Linked DNA regions of Gossypium hirsutum: all the other regions are linked to region 1. The links are chromatin contacts, called in public Hi-C maps. All regions are on one chromosome and are shown on one strand. The core of a region is the stretch at or near the end of the contact, and the rest is flanking DNA. Distances in the headings are between cores, read along the strand shown. Region 1 holds the start of LOC121230787 (protein ENDOPLASMIC RETICULUM-ARRESTED PEN3). Region 2 has its middle 56 kb from the start of LOC107928035. Region 3 holds the start of LOC107928025 (dr1-associated corepressor homolog).

Region 1 (4,223 bases), core at 1,502-4,001:
CCATCCCCATGCCTTTCCAAGGCGTCACTTACAACATCCCCATCATTATCTGGCTCATGGAATCTTACCCTCGTTACGCCCCCGCCGTCTATGTCAATCCCACGCGCGACATGATCATCAAACGACCCCATCCTCATGTTTCCCCTTCTGGGTTAGTTTCGATTCCTTATTTGCATAATTGGATTTACCCAAGTTCTAATCTTGTCGATTTAGTCCTTCATTTAAGCTCTGCTTTTTCTCGTGATCCGCCTCTTTATTCGCAACGCCGCCCCAATCCTAACCCTAACCCTAGCCCCAGCCCTAACCCTTCGATTAATTCCTCCATGACGTCTACTTATGGGCAACATCCACCGCCGCCAGGACCTAGGGTGGCTGCTACGGCCGCGGCGGCAGGATACCCCCCATCACCTTATGGGAGGGTACAGCATCCACAGCATTCGCAAGCTCGTCCTACTTCAACGGATGATGCCGCCGAGGTTTATAAGAGGAACGCAATGAATAAGTTGGTGGAGATGGTTCATGGGGATATAATTGGGATGAGAAAAGCAAGGGAAGTTGAAATGGAAGGAATGTTTTCGGCTCAAGCTGTTTTAAGAAGGCGAGAGGAAGAGATTAATAAAGGGTTGAAAGAGATGCAAGATGAAAAAGAAGGTTTAGAACAACAATTACAGGTTGTTTTGATGAATACAGATGTGTTGGATAGTTGGATTAGAGATAATGAAGGGAAAATAAAGAACTTAGGGAAGAAGAATAATAATGTAGCTGTTGATGAAGCGATTCATTGCGTCGATGTTCTTTCTAAACAAGTCTTGGATTCCACAGCTGCTGATTTAGCTATCGAAGATGTGGTATATTCCTTGGATAAGGCAGTGCAAGATGGGGTTGTGCCGTTTGATCAGTATTTGAGGAATGTGAGGTTGTTGTCAAGGGAGCAGTTCTTCCATAGGGCTACTGCCTCCAAAGTTAAGGAAGCTCAAATGCAGGCTCAGGTGGCAAATATGGCTGCTAGAATATCACATTTCGTTTCATGACTGGTTATTGTTCTGTTTCAGATTTGTCTATATAAAGGATCAAGCTATTCGAGGTTAGCTTCTAGTTAAGATTTGATATTATCATGATATAGCTGCATTGCTCATTTACATATCGGTATGTATTATTCGTTCGGGATGAAATGGTATTATAATGTGAATAATGTGCTCATGTAATTGATATGTTGACACTCAGTTTTGGGCTTTCTCTTTTTATAATGAATTCGGGTTCTTTAGCTTTAACTCTGGTTCCATTTGTGTGGAAAACTGAAATAGAGTTGTTTACATGTAATGTTCAGGTTGCACCTTTATTTCAAAGGCCTAACGAGCAAAGGATTAACTTCGTACGGGTCTAATAATGACTACAATAGGTTTTATCTGTTTTTTTCTCCTCATCCCTTGACCTGATTGTCATGTAAATGGATGGATCCCTTATTTAATTGTCACTGGTTGTTTACTTTTGTCTCGGCTGACTGACATATTCTACGAACTATAAGTTTCATGATGTATTAGTTTTATGGCTAAACTTTCAACCACTTATTCACCCCCATTTTTGTGAGATTTATGAGATAATCATTAATTTCATTTCCTAGGCATCATTTTTAAAACCTTAACTTCAAGGTCTCTTGCTTTAAGGTTTTTTCTTTTCCCCTTTTTTAATTGATCTCTTGTACTTGAAGAATCACTTCAGGGTTATCAAGTAGTAGTTTCCATATTAATTCTCTGGTGTAATATCTTGTCTCTAGCTTGCTTGTCATCTTGTTCCTTAATATATATATTATAAATTTGGCAACACTTCTATAGAAAGTGAGATATAAAAAATATATTACAATCAGCTTTTTTTCTCTTCTGCAAATGTTAAATTTTTTGTCATGGTAGTCGAGAAATAATGTACTAAACCGAGCGAAAATATTTTCTTATATTGGCTTTTATCTTGGAACTTCACATGTGACATTACTGTTCTCTTGCTATGTTTAAATTTTGAATAGAACTTGCAAATCTGCTTCTTACCCTACTTGTTGGAGAAATTATTTAGGAGTTTTGGCTGCCATAATTGAGATGAATCCAGTGTGTTGTTTTGATGGATCCATGTTGTGGTTGTTTATTATTCCTTTATACTGGTTGGTATCAAGTATGGGAGAATTTTTACTCTAATGGTTGAGATACATTAACATGTGCTATATATTTTTTAGCAATATGATGTTATTCATAGATCAACTTATGTGGTAAATCATGGCCAGGGTAGTTGGTCATCATTTTGTTTGGAATCTGAAACTATTAGGAGCTCCATATGCTTTTCTCAGCCATGAGCATTTTTTTTTTCCCTTGTCATTGGTGTTCCTCTAATTACAATCATACATATGGAAAATGATTGCTTTACTTATTTGGTGATGATATGGTTTGGTTACTTTTCATTTATACCGGAGGTTGATTATCCAGGTCTGAAGTTGTTTGTTCTCGTCACCGAGATTTTTTATTTCCGATTCTTTTTTTTTCTTGTGTTTGAACACTCATGTCTCCAATGCATATTCAGGCATAGATATGGAAATATGACACTTCCTCGAAGAATAGTTGATTATGTTTCATTGCTGGGTGATGTTGCCAAGTCTATTAATTTTGAATTATAAAGCTTGCATTTAAGGGTGTTCTCTAACTGCATTTAAGAATGTTATAGCTTCTGTTGCACCGTCGAAACCCATATCCCTTGTATCGTACCAATCATGTATGCTTACGAGGTTTCAACTTGTGAACTGAAAATCAAATCGACCCTAATACATTTAAGTAGTATTTGAACGAAATCTATATGAGGGTTTTCTCGGTCAGCCTTATTTGAGATGTCTTGTCGAGGGATCATTGATCACATACACTCTCCCAAATGGCCTCCGTGTGTCATTGAAAGCTGTGGGGAAGCTTAGATGAGCTACTTAAATGGCGGATGGGATTTTCACACTACATGTGTGGTGAAAAAAAAAAGTGAAGCTCTGTAATTTTGTGAGCTGGTGGAATGTATGTTAAGCTCTTTGAGTGGTACGAATTGCGATATATGTTACTATGAGATTGCAAACTACAATAACATAAATCAACGTTAATCGTTTCACGGTAAGCTTCCAAATCGAATCATGAAGCATACTATTTAAGTTAAATGAAAAGCTTTAATCCTTCTATCATGCCGAGCGGTGTGGTGGAAGTAACGTTAAACATTTGCTTATAAACTGTTCGATGAAATGTTTGAGAGAAATGTAACAGTGTTGAAGTCGATGATTTCGGGGAGGTTTCCCTACTTTTTCATATTTTATATTTAACCCAAAGCATCGACTTTAAAGCTTAAAGACAAAGCTGTGGTCTCTTAAAGGGGATCTCAAAGCTTTAATCATTGAATTATATGAGCTTCAATGGCTGCCCAAATTTCCAATCCAATCGCGCCTTGCCGCCGCATAAAGCTCAACGTCGGGGGCAAGTTTTTTGAAACTACCCTCTCCACCCTCCAGTCCGCCGGTCCTGATTCCCTCCTAGCTGCCCTTTCCAACCGCGCTGCCTATAACCCTATCTTCATCGACCGGGATCCTGAAATCTTTTCCGTCCTTCTCTCCCTCCTCCGTTCTAACCGCCTCCCTTCCGCCGCCCTCCGCCGCTTCTCTATCCAGGAACTCGCCGAAGAGGCTCTTTATTACGGCGTGGAGTCCCGTCTCCGCTCTGCCTCTTTGCCCTCGCCGCTTCATGGCATAGACGCCGCCATCGTCGATACCATCCGCCCTGCCTCAGACGCTGTTCCTTCCACTTTCTCCGCCGGAGAAGATGGTTCACTTTGGATCGCTCACGGTGGTCAAATTTCAATATACGATTCCTACTTATCATACTCCACCGCCGTCCGTACGCATCTCGATGATATCACCTCGATTTGCCGGGTATGGCCAGAAATAGCCGCTGTCGGATCCGAATCCTCATCGGGTCTCCATATCTACGACCTCTCCAGCGGTCACTATACCGGTTCAGTTCACTGGACCGACCAGGACGATCCACGGATATACAAAGCCCGAGTCTGCGCCATCGCTAACTCACCCGACTCGGTCTTCGTATCATTCGATTGTCCCCATAGAGAAAACAGCGTCCTCGTTATCGACAAATCAACGCTTCAGGTCTCATCAGAGCTGACTCGCCAATCAGGAAGCGCCGCCAAGAACACATTCCCCGGAA
Region 2 (4,464 bases), core at 822-3,321, 130 kb before region 1:
AAATGAAATATATTTTTTAAAACAATGAATAATATAGAATTTAATAAAAAATAATTTGATATAATACTAAAATTATTAAAAAATAAAATATAAAGGAGAATTAAAAATCAAGGAAATAGGGATTAAATCAAAATAAAAAAAGGGTTGAAAACGAAGATGAACAAAGAACAAATAAGAACAAACCGTAGAAAATAAGAACGCAAGAGGGAGAGAAATTTGAGTGAATGCTCTCAAGAATTCTTATTGCTTCCCAAAACTCAAGTGAAGTCAAGTTTTTTTTACAATGAGGGGAGAGGCCTCTATTTATAGTTGAGCCTCCCCAAATCCAACGGTACAGATCAATTACATCAACGGCTAAGATTAAAGGGTATCTTCAAATTAAATCTCTAAGATACCAAAATCATATCTTCTAAGATTGCATATCATATCTAAGATTAAGATTGCATATCATATCTAAGATTAAGATTGCATATCATATCTAAGATTGCATATCCTATCTAAGATTGCTTATCCTTAAAGATTATATTTCCATATGAGTTAAGCTTGTAGATGGACCTTCAATCTTTTCAAGTAATGGGTCATTCCGATCGGGCTAAATTATATATTTGTAATTTTAAGTTGGACTTGGACTTTATTTTATTTTTTTGTAGGCCCAGGCTAAATTGGCCTATTACAATTACCAAGTAATTTTCTCTTGGGGAAAAATTGTCTATTTGCATACGTAATTAATACGTAATTGTTTATTATTGATGATTTTCCTTTCTCCAAGAATTTGAATAGGCTTTGAAGCCTATAAATACATTTACCTCTTATCTCTCTCATCATCCCCTTTGAAAAATATAGAAATATGGAATGGTCGCCATTCGCCAATAATATTAGCTGTAATGTGAATTTTGCTAGATTATGAGTTTAGTTTTCATTATTGCTTGGTCAATTGATCATTGCATGCAAATAAAAGGAAAGCCAGACTCATAATTTAGCAAAATTGATATTAATTTAGCTCTCAATTATGGATGAGCATTTTTTTAGTGAACCAACTAGATAACTCGAAATTGATTATAAACGATTAATTAATTAGTATCGGTTCATCTAGTTTTGGCTAATACAAGTTGTTGTCTACTGCTAAAAGCACTTTAATGTTGACTTTGTTACATTATGAGTCTAATTTTTATCTCTTCATCTTATTTGGTCAAATTGACAGTTGCTTGTAAATAAAAGGAAAACTAAACTCATAATTCAGCAAAGTCAACATTAACTTGGCTCTCAATTAGGGATCAATATGTGTTGATTGATCATTGGCAAGTACAAGTTGTTGTCCATTGCTAATAGCCCTATAATGTCAGACTTTGTTGGATTATGAATCTAGTTTTTATCTCTTCATCAGCTAATGATTGCATACAAATGTAAAGAACATTAAACTCATAATTCAACAAAGTTGACATTAACTTGGCTCTTAATTAAGGATTTATCATTAAAGAATACAAGTTGTTGTCTATTGCTAATAACCCTATACGTCAACTTTACTGGATTACGAGCTTAGATTTTTTTTCTCTATCATCATTGCTTGGTTGATTGATGATTGCCTGTAAATGAAGAGAAAGCTAGATTCATGATCTAGTAATTTAGTCAATATTAAACTGGGTTTCAATTAAGGGTAAGCATTTGTTAAGGTTGATATATGTAAATTATTTAGGATGGATTTTGGTATAATTAAATTCCAAATTTATCAATGTGACATGGAAATGTTTAATGTTTTTTTTTCCTAAAATTTTCATAATTGTATTTAATAAATCTTTTAAGGATTATACTTTAAAACTTACGATTAGATATATATGTAATTTATGAATCAACCGATCTAACTCAATTTTTAAACTAATACTTCATCTAATTCTCGGTTTGACCAATTAATTCTATCTAAATCAAACATCACCGATTGTAGTTAATACCATTACTAAATTCGCAGGCACATGGTCTTAGCTGCATATGTGGAAGCCAATTGCCATACGACCCAAACCTATTCTCCAATGTAAAGGATCCATTCTTTCGGATAACAATCCTTCATCTCAACCATGATTTTACGATTATTATATTAGCCCAAATAAAATAAGCCTAAGGCTCTAATAAGCGGGCTTGGACCCTAAAGAATTGTGGGGGCCTCAAAGTCCTTAACTTCTTCAATAGCAGGCTCACCAATTATATGATTTCTTTTGACAACTAGTGTTAGAAATTTGAAATATTTAAAATAAATAAAAAAAATCAAATCTTCCATTCTTAAAAAAAAGACCTTGAGATATTTGTTTGTAAATTATTAGACTTAATTGTTCTAGTAAAAACCAAATTGAGAGGATGAACTCACGCGAATTAGAGCTAAGCCTAAATGGCCAATGTAATGTAAATTGGTGGATTTCCCTGCGCATGATATATTGCGGCGTCAGCCTTTTTGTTTTTGAAATTATTTTTTATTGAATTTTTTAGAGTTCAAGAAAAGTAAATTACTTAATTACTAACACATATTTTGTCAAACTAAAAATAGCTTTATCGATTGATTCTATATTTAGCCATGTCTAGATTTATCAAAACATTTCAATATATTTTTAGCAAAGTCAATTCGCTTACTTTTGGTATTTGTAGCCAATAAATGTCCTATAAATATCATGACTCATTCTAAATGCACTTCAAGAACTATTTTCTTCTCCTCTCACTCATCCTTTCCATCCTTAAGAGATTGTTGAGTATTTTTTTTGTTGTGATCTATTATTGACTTTTGTTCTTGTTTTATAATAGAAGAGCTTTTGAAATCTTGGGGGATATGCTACAACCAAATATCTTTAAGGACAATGTTCAACACCTCTTAATCTGTTCAACTCGTATTCTTGGTTTGTTAACTTGATGCAATATTTGTCAACAATCTTAAGGATATTTTTGTACTGGGATGTTGTCCACACCCTATGTCATGCTCCCATAAACATATCATGTGCCTGCTTTTATTGTCGTCTTACTGCCCGTATCCTAATGCTATAAATATTTATGATGTTCGAGATTCTTATGCATCACTAATATGCATTAAAAAAAGGGTGAGATCTAAGTATTTTCGAAATGGTAATTGATTTGATTTTGAAAAAAAAATGATCGCATGTAAAGTATGCTATTTCTATGATGAATTGTTTGAATGAAGCATGAATCCATGATTTTATGTATTATTATTGGAAGATTAGTGGGCCTTGAGTTGGAGTTTAATAAAATGCAATTCTTAATAAAATAATGTGAATTTACCCTAGACTTGGTTAATATTATATTTATCTTTAATATGGATTAGGCCAAACCCAAGTTCAGAGACTAAAGTTGTAACACCCCTCGCTTGAACCGATCGTCAAGTTCGAGCTACAGAACACTATATTAATTGCCAGAGCAACCACGATAAATTAGACAACATATAACCATTTATACATGCAAACAAGAGTTAATTACATTCAAAATTATATTAAACAATAAATTCCAAGTCTTAATCGAGCTTACGAAAGCTCTTTTGTCAACCCGAGCATGAAATAGGACTGTTGAAACTGATTTTTTAAAAAAAGGGTCGACTTTGGAAACGAAAATGAAAGAACAGGAGTCGCCACCAATCCTTTTTGATGAGGTGTGATCGGATCACCTCGTAAAAGTGGTTATTTTTAATAAATGATTTGATTTATTTAAACAACGATTGTGGTCCGCAAAATTCAGAAAAAACGGATTCGGAAGTCGGTTACGTACGAGGAAGGATTAGCACCCTCGTGACGCCCAAATATTGGTACCTAGTTGATTAATTAGTGTCTTAGTGTCTAAAAATTTGAAAACTTGAAGGACTTTAAAATATGATCCTCTTTTTATAAAAACACTCGAATGTTAAAAACCTTCTCGTCTTGAAGTAATAAAATGTCACGTCCAGTAAGTTAGGACACGACATCTCGAACTTTGAGAATGAGCTTGCCTTTATTTAAAATTCTTGTATTTTAACTTTTTAAAAGGATGTTCAGTTATTTTGGGTAAACGAGAAAAGTCGAAACCCCGTAAGTTAGGGCATGTTTCTCGAATTTCTGAATACCGAATATTGCCTTTATTTGCAAAAATTCTTATCTCGAGGTAACGAGATGTCATATCCAGTAAGTTAGGACACAACACCTCGTATCTCCTAGAGTAAGCATTTTATTCGAAACTCATATTAGGATTCAAAAGAATATTCTGTTATTTAGGTTAAATGAGAAAAATCAAAACCCAGTAAGTTAGGGCACAATTTTCTCGAATTTCCAAATACGGAACATTGCCTTTATAAAAGAATTAATTTTGGGTTGGGTAAAACATAAATTCGTAATGAAACGAGATAATAAAGAATGCATAAACAAATACAAATTTTGGTATTGACAGGCATAACAGAATAAACATAAACACAAATGTGAACGATAATGATAAAAGATAAAATAAATG
Region 3 (4,337 bases), core at 1,452-3,951, 240 kb before region 1:
GCATGACCCATATCATGCTGCGTTGAATACAAGTGAGGGAAGGTGTTAGTGAAAGTACTTAAATTCACAGACATAAATGGCATGCTCCAGATAATGACATTATACTACATGTGGTATAACACGCACTGCATCAGACAAACCCAGTAATTCTTATATGAAAGTAAGCCATCTTACCATTCTGCTTCTCTTTGATTCTTCATCACTGTCATTGACCTCATCTCCAGTAGCTTTCCTGGCAGAATGATACGAAAAAATATCACCAAATAAGAGACCTTTTTTACAACTCGAGAAGTGAGAAACAAGGAAAAAGCCAGGGTTTCACTAACCTTCTCCGCGAAATAGTTCGATCATCAGTACCAGCAGCAGCAGCAGTAGCATCAGAATGGCCATGACCATAGTCAGGAACCCGACTAACAATGTCCCTCAGAAAATCGAATACGTTGTAGCTCTGTACACAATGCTTTCTGCAGTTTATTTAAAACTTTTGTTAGAACAATGCACAATACACTGAAAATACGTAACACTAAGGGTAACAAAGAATGAGATCCAGAGACACATAATAAGAAACTGTACTGATTACAAGGCTTGTTAATCCAAAAATGTAGCATGATCGAGGAAGGATGAAAAAATATATTATTTTTAACCTCATAGCAGATTTATGATACTTCCAGACCCGAAAGGAGGAAATCCGGACCAAGTCCAACATAAATGAAATGAAATCGACAAAAGTTGTGGGAAAACTTGTATTTAAAGCATTTAAGGTGAAACTCCAAAAGTGTTTAAGGCATTTTGTATTTGTTTTGTTCCTATCTATATCGCTAATACATGTAGACTAATCAAGAAATGTGAAACAAAGCATTCAAAGAACGTTTATGCACAATAAATGCAGAAAAGAACATCAAACCCTAAAGTAGGCCACAGATATTGCACGGTACAAAAAGAAAACACTAATTATTCACTTACAAATGCAATGAATTCATGGTCTTTGCTCCCCTCTGAAGAGTAATCTCATACGTATGATCACAAAGGTCTTGTAGAAACAATTCCAATGCTTTTGCTGCAAAGTAACAGAAAGAAGCGTGATCAAGTAATATACATGCATAAAAGAATTATTTCGGCAAATTGTGAAAAGTTATAGCTGCTCACAAACTAAAACGGGCACCGCTAATGCAATCTTCCCGACATCTTCATCTGCTTGCATAATCTTTTTAATGCGAGCCTGAAAAAACAAAAACATTTGAAAGTTTCAGCACCTTATCACATGCATAATTTTTTGAGATAAAAAACGGCTTGAAAGATGCAACGATACGTCGAATTGTGGAACCATAAAACTGTGCATCTTAAGTATAAGCAATCAAATTTATATACTAATATCGGGTTATCCTAATATAAAACAGCAGCACCATGACAAGTAAGAAACCCGACAAGGTTTGTTAAATATAGAGTATATCAAGACAAGAAGATGGGATCTTTGACGCATCAATGTTGTTATCAAATGAGACATCGTGTGACACATGTCATTGTAAGTTGCTGATTTAATACCATCAACTGATCAACATAATGCAAGTTCCAAGTGCCACATGCCAACTCCGGTGTGAGTAGTAGAATGCTGCGAATCTATGTTACTCAAACTTATGTGCAAGTGTCGGATGTGGATACTGTTCGACATAGGTATGTTCAATTTCTTCGAGGTTTCTTTTCTTTTTCCCCATTTCTAACATTGTTGGAAGGTCATATTCTCATACCCATGTCCGGGTATGGGTACTTCAATAAAAGCCAAGAGTCAGAATAACACAAATGCTAAGGATGTCAACACTAAACTAGAACATGAGGACTGAAAAGAAACTAAAGTTCTACAAGTAAGCAAGATATTCAGCAGCCTAAGAATTATCAAATAATAATTGGGAAATTTAACCTCCATAGTTCCATAAAAATCGATCAATTCCGAAGAAACAATAAAAAAAATTTATTAAACCAACCTGGGTTTTCATAGAACAAGGAAAAAACACAAATCAAACAACACCGTCCATGAAAAATCCATATAGTTAAAACAATTATGAACTAATATCCAATAACCCTAAATATTGAACACACAATCAACTATTCTATCGTAAACTAATGATGACCTAGATCGTATAAATCGGAATCGCAACAAGAAAAGGCAATCACAACATCAAAAACTTTAATAATAATAAAAAAGACCCAGATTTCATTTTCCATCGAATCAATCAAAAATCGAATACCCAAATCAAATTAACATCGTATTAAAAAAAAGGAAATTAAACAAATTCAGTGAAAAATAAAAGGAAAAAAAAAAGAAGAAAGAACTTACAGCTGGGAAACGGGTATCGAGCTTCTTCCTCATGATTTGGGTGTCAGATTTGGAACATTAAATTATTAAAATATTAAAAATAAAAAGGGAAAAAAGACAATCGAAATATATATATTTAAAAAAAACAAGTTCAGAAAAAAAATTCGATGTTGTTCTAATAATTTCAAATTATGAAAAAAAATTTAAAAAAATAAAAATCTAACCAAAAGAAAAAACCATTTCAGATCCAAGACTGTTTTTTTTTCTTTTTCTTTTTAGTTCTAAAAAAACCAAAAACATGAACAGAGAAGTCTTTTGTTTCAAAACCGAACACAGGTTCAAGTTTGACAAAAAGAAAATTCCAAAGAAAAAAAAAATAAAGTCAAGTGGATATTGGTTGATAAATTGACAGGTTGGTTAATTTATTTGTTTAAACAGTCGACTTTATTAGTTGATTTAAAGAAGAGAAATGGTTTCGCGACACGTGTGATTACTTTATTTGGCTGTTTTTAATGTTTCATAACTGACAACGATATTTACAGATATTTTTTTTTGCTTATTTATTTATTTATTTTGGATTTTATATAAGATCTTACCTTAGTTATTACACATATATGATTGATGTTTAGAAGATAAATATGAAATGTTATTATCATTTATTTTATTTAAAAATTTAGGTTTATTTATTAACAACGATAAATTCTTTTTATTAAACTTATTGATACCACGTTTTAAAATAAAAAAACTCGCTTAATATTTATATAAAAAATGACATTATAATGTAATTGGATTTAACCGTGTTTAATTTTTAAAAAATTCAAATAAACATTTAAATTAAAATGAAGTATTTAAATTAACTAATGATATTATAAAAGTTTAAATATTAAATTATATTAAAATTAAATTATATATAATAGAATAGACAAAAATAAAAAATTGAAAAATATTTTTCACTATTTTTTATATTATTTAATTAATATTTTTTTTCTTATTTTTGTTAAGTCATGAACAAAGTTTGATGTAAACACATAAATTCATAGATCCATATCTTGATCAGAAAAGAATCAATAGAAAAAGAAAGATTTAGAATTGATCAATAATTTGTTTTTTCAAAACATACGAAAAGGAACAGAAGCTAAAACATAAATCATATATTAATTGAGTCTTCTTAGAGATTTGCTTAAGATTAAGAAAGAGAAATCTTATGTAAATACCACGGAATAAGGTTTGATCTTACTCATAGGATTCCATAAATATTCTCATTCCAAATAAAAGAAAGTTTGAAACAATTGAGTTTTTTTAGAGATTAGATGTAGTTACTAATTCATGAACTGACTTATACAGAATGTGTTGGGGATCGACCTGATTAAGCAACGAACAAGTAAAAATAGCAGAAGAAATTGAGAAATTAAACACATAAATTTAACGTGAAAAAACCCTTCCAAAGAGGATAAAAAACCACAGGCAAAGATAATTTTACTATAATGACAAAAGAACGAACAGTACAAAAGATAGAGATAAAAACTAAACCTTGAAAACTCGAAAACAAATAACCCTCAAAACGTAAACACAAAACTCTCTAAAAGTGTTATGAGTTTTAATTTCTAATAGGTGTATTTTCTAAGGTTGTAAAAGAGCCTATTTATAGGCTAAATTAATAGGTCAAATAATTGTAACACCTCAAACCCAGCCTAGATGTTATGGCCTAATCCGAGAGTGTTGCGAAGAAGGGTTTTGAAACTGTTTTTATTTTGATAAAAACCTTATAAAGTTACTTGTTATAAAATGTCCAAAATTTACAAAACATATTCATTTACTTGTTTACTATCGAAACCGTCGTTTTCGTAAATCGTTTCAACAACAATGCAGGATAGAAAGCAATCAAAACCAAAACCAACAGTTAAAACCATACAGTCTAGAGAGTCCAAAAAAAAACTACAAACTCTCAAATAAATCTAGAATTTTAAAAATACCGAAACTCAAAGGCAGTTTTATCCAATGGTCACAGCGGAGCCTCCATCACACT

The links. A called contact is a pair of places that touch in the nucleus more often than the background predicts.
Region 2: a Hi-C map of leaf shows a contact between it and region 1, with 4 times the contacts expected there. The contact joins the enhancer-like site here to the promoter of LOC121230787 in region 1. A contact is called at or near these places in 8 of 34 Hi-C or Micro-C datasets (anther, callus, leaf and 1 more).
Region 3: a Hi-C map of leaf shows a contact between it and region 1, with 2.2 times the contacts expected there. The contact joins the promoter of LOC107928025 here to the promoter of LOC121230787 in region 1. A contact is called at or near these places in 4 of 34 Hi-C or Micro-C datasets (callus, hypocotyl and leaf).

The regions. Positions count from the first base shown.
Region 1 is chrA06:123,751,379-123,755,601 of Gossypium_hirsutum_v2.1, reverse strand. It overlaps LOC121230787 (protein ENDOPLASMIC RETICULUM-ARRESTED PEN3), which reads left to right and starts at 2,751. Exons shown (of 1, transcript XM_041116181.1): 1 at 2,751-4,223. The coding sequence starts at 3,422. It overlaps LOC107955341 (protein ELC), which reads left to right. Exons shown (of 2, transcript XM_016891091.2): 1 at 1-1,084; 2 at 1,328-1,613. The coding sequence ends at 1,031.
Region 2 is chrA06:123,880,293-123,884,756 of Gossypium_hirsutum_v2.1, reverse strand. No RefSeq gene overlaps it. Among protein-coding and RNA genes, the nearest start is that of LOC107928035, 56 kb to the left of the region's middle. Within about 2 kb of position 2,071, at least 3 of the 9 cell types and tissues checked have an H3K27ac peak or open chromatin away from gene starts, as enhancers often do. A contact at or near this core is called in leaf, where this site is marked.
Region 3 is chrA06:123,994,236-123,998,572 of Gossypium_hirsutum_v2.1, reverse strand. LOC107928025 (dr1-associated corepressor homolog) reads right to left here and starts at 2,701. Exons shown (of 6, transcript XM_041116183.1): 1 at 2,333-2,701; 2 at 1,147-1,219; 3 at 964-1,057; 4 at 327-464; 5 at 175-232; 6 at 1-17. The coding sequence starts at 2,365. LOC107928054 reads right to left here. Exons shown (of 11, transcript XM_016859210.1): 11 at 4,314-4,337. The coding sequence ends at 4,314.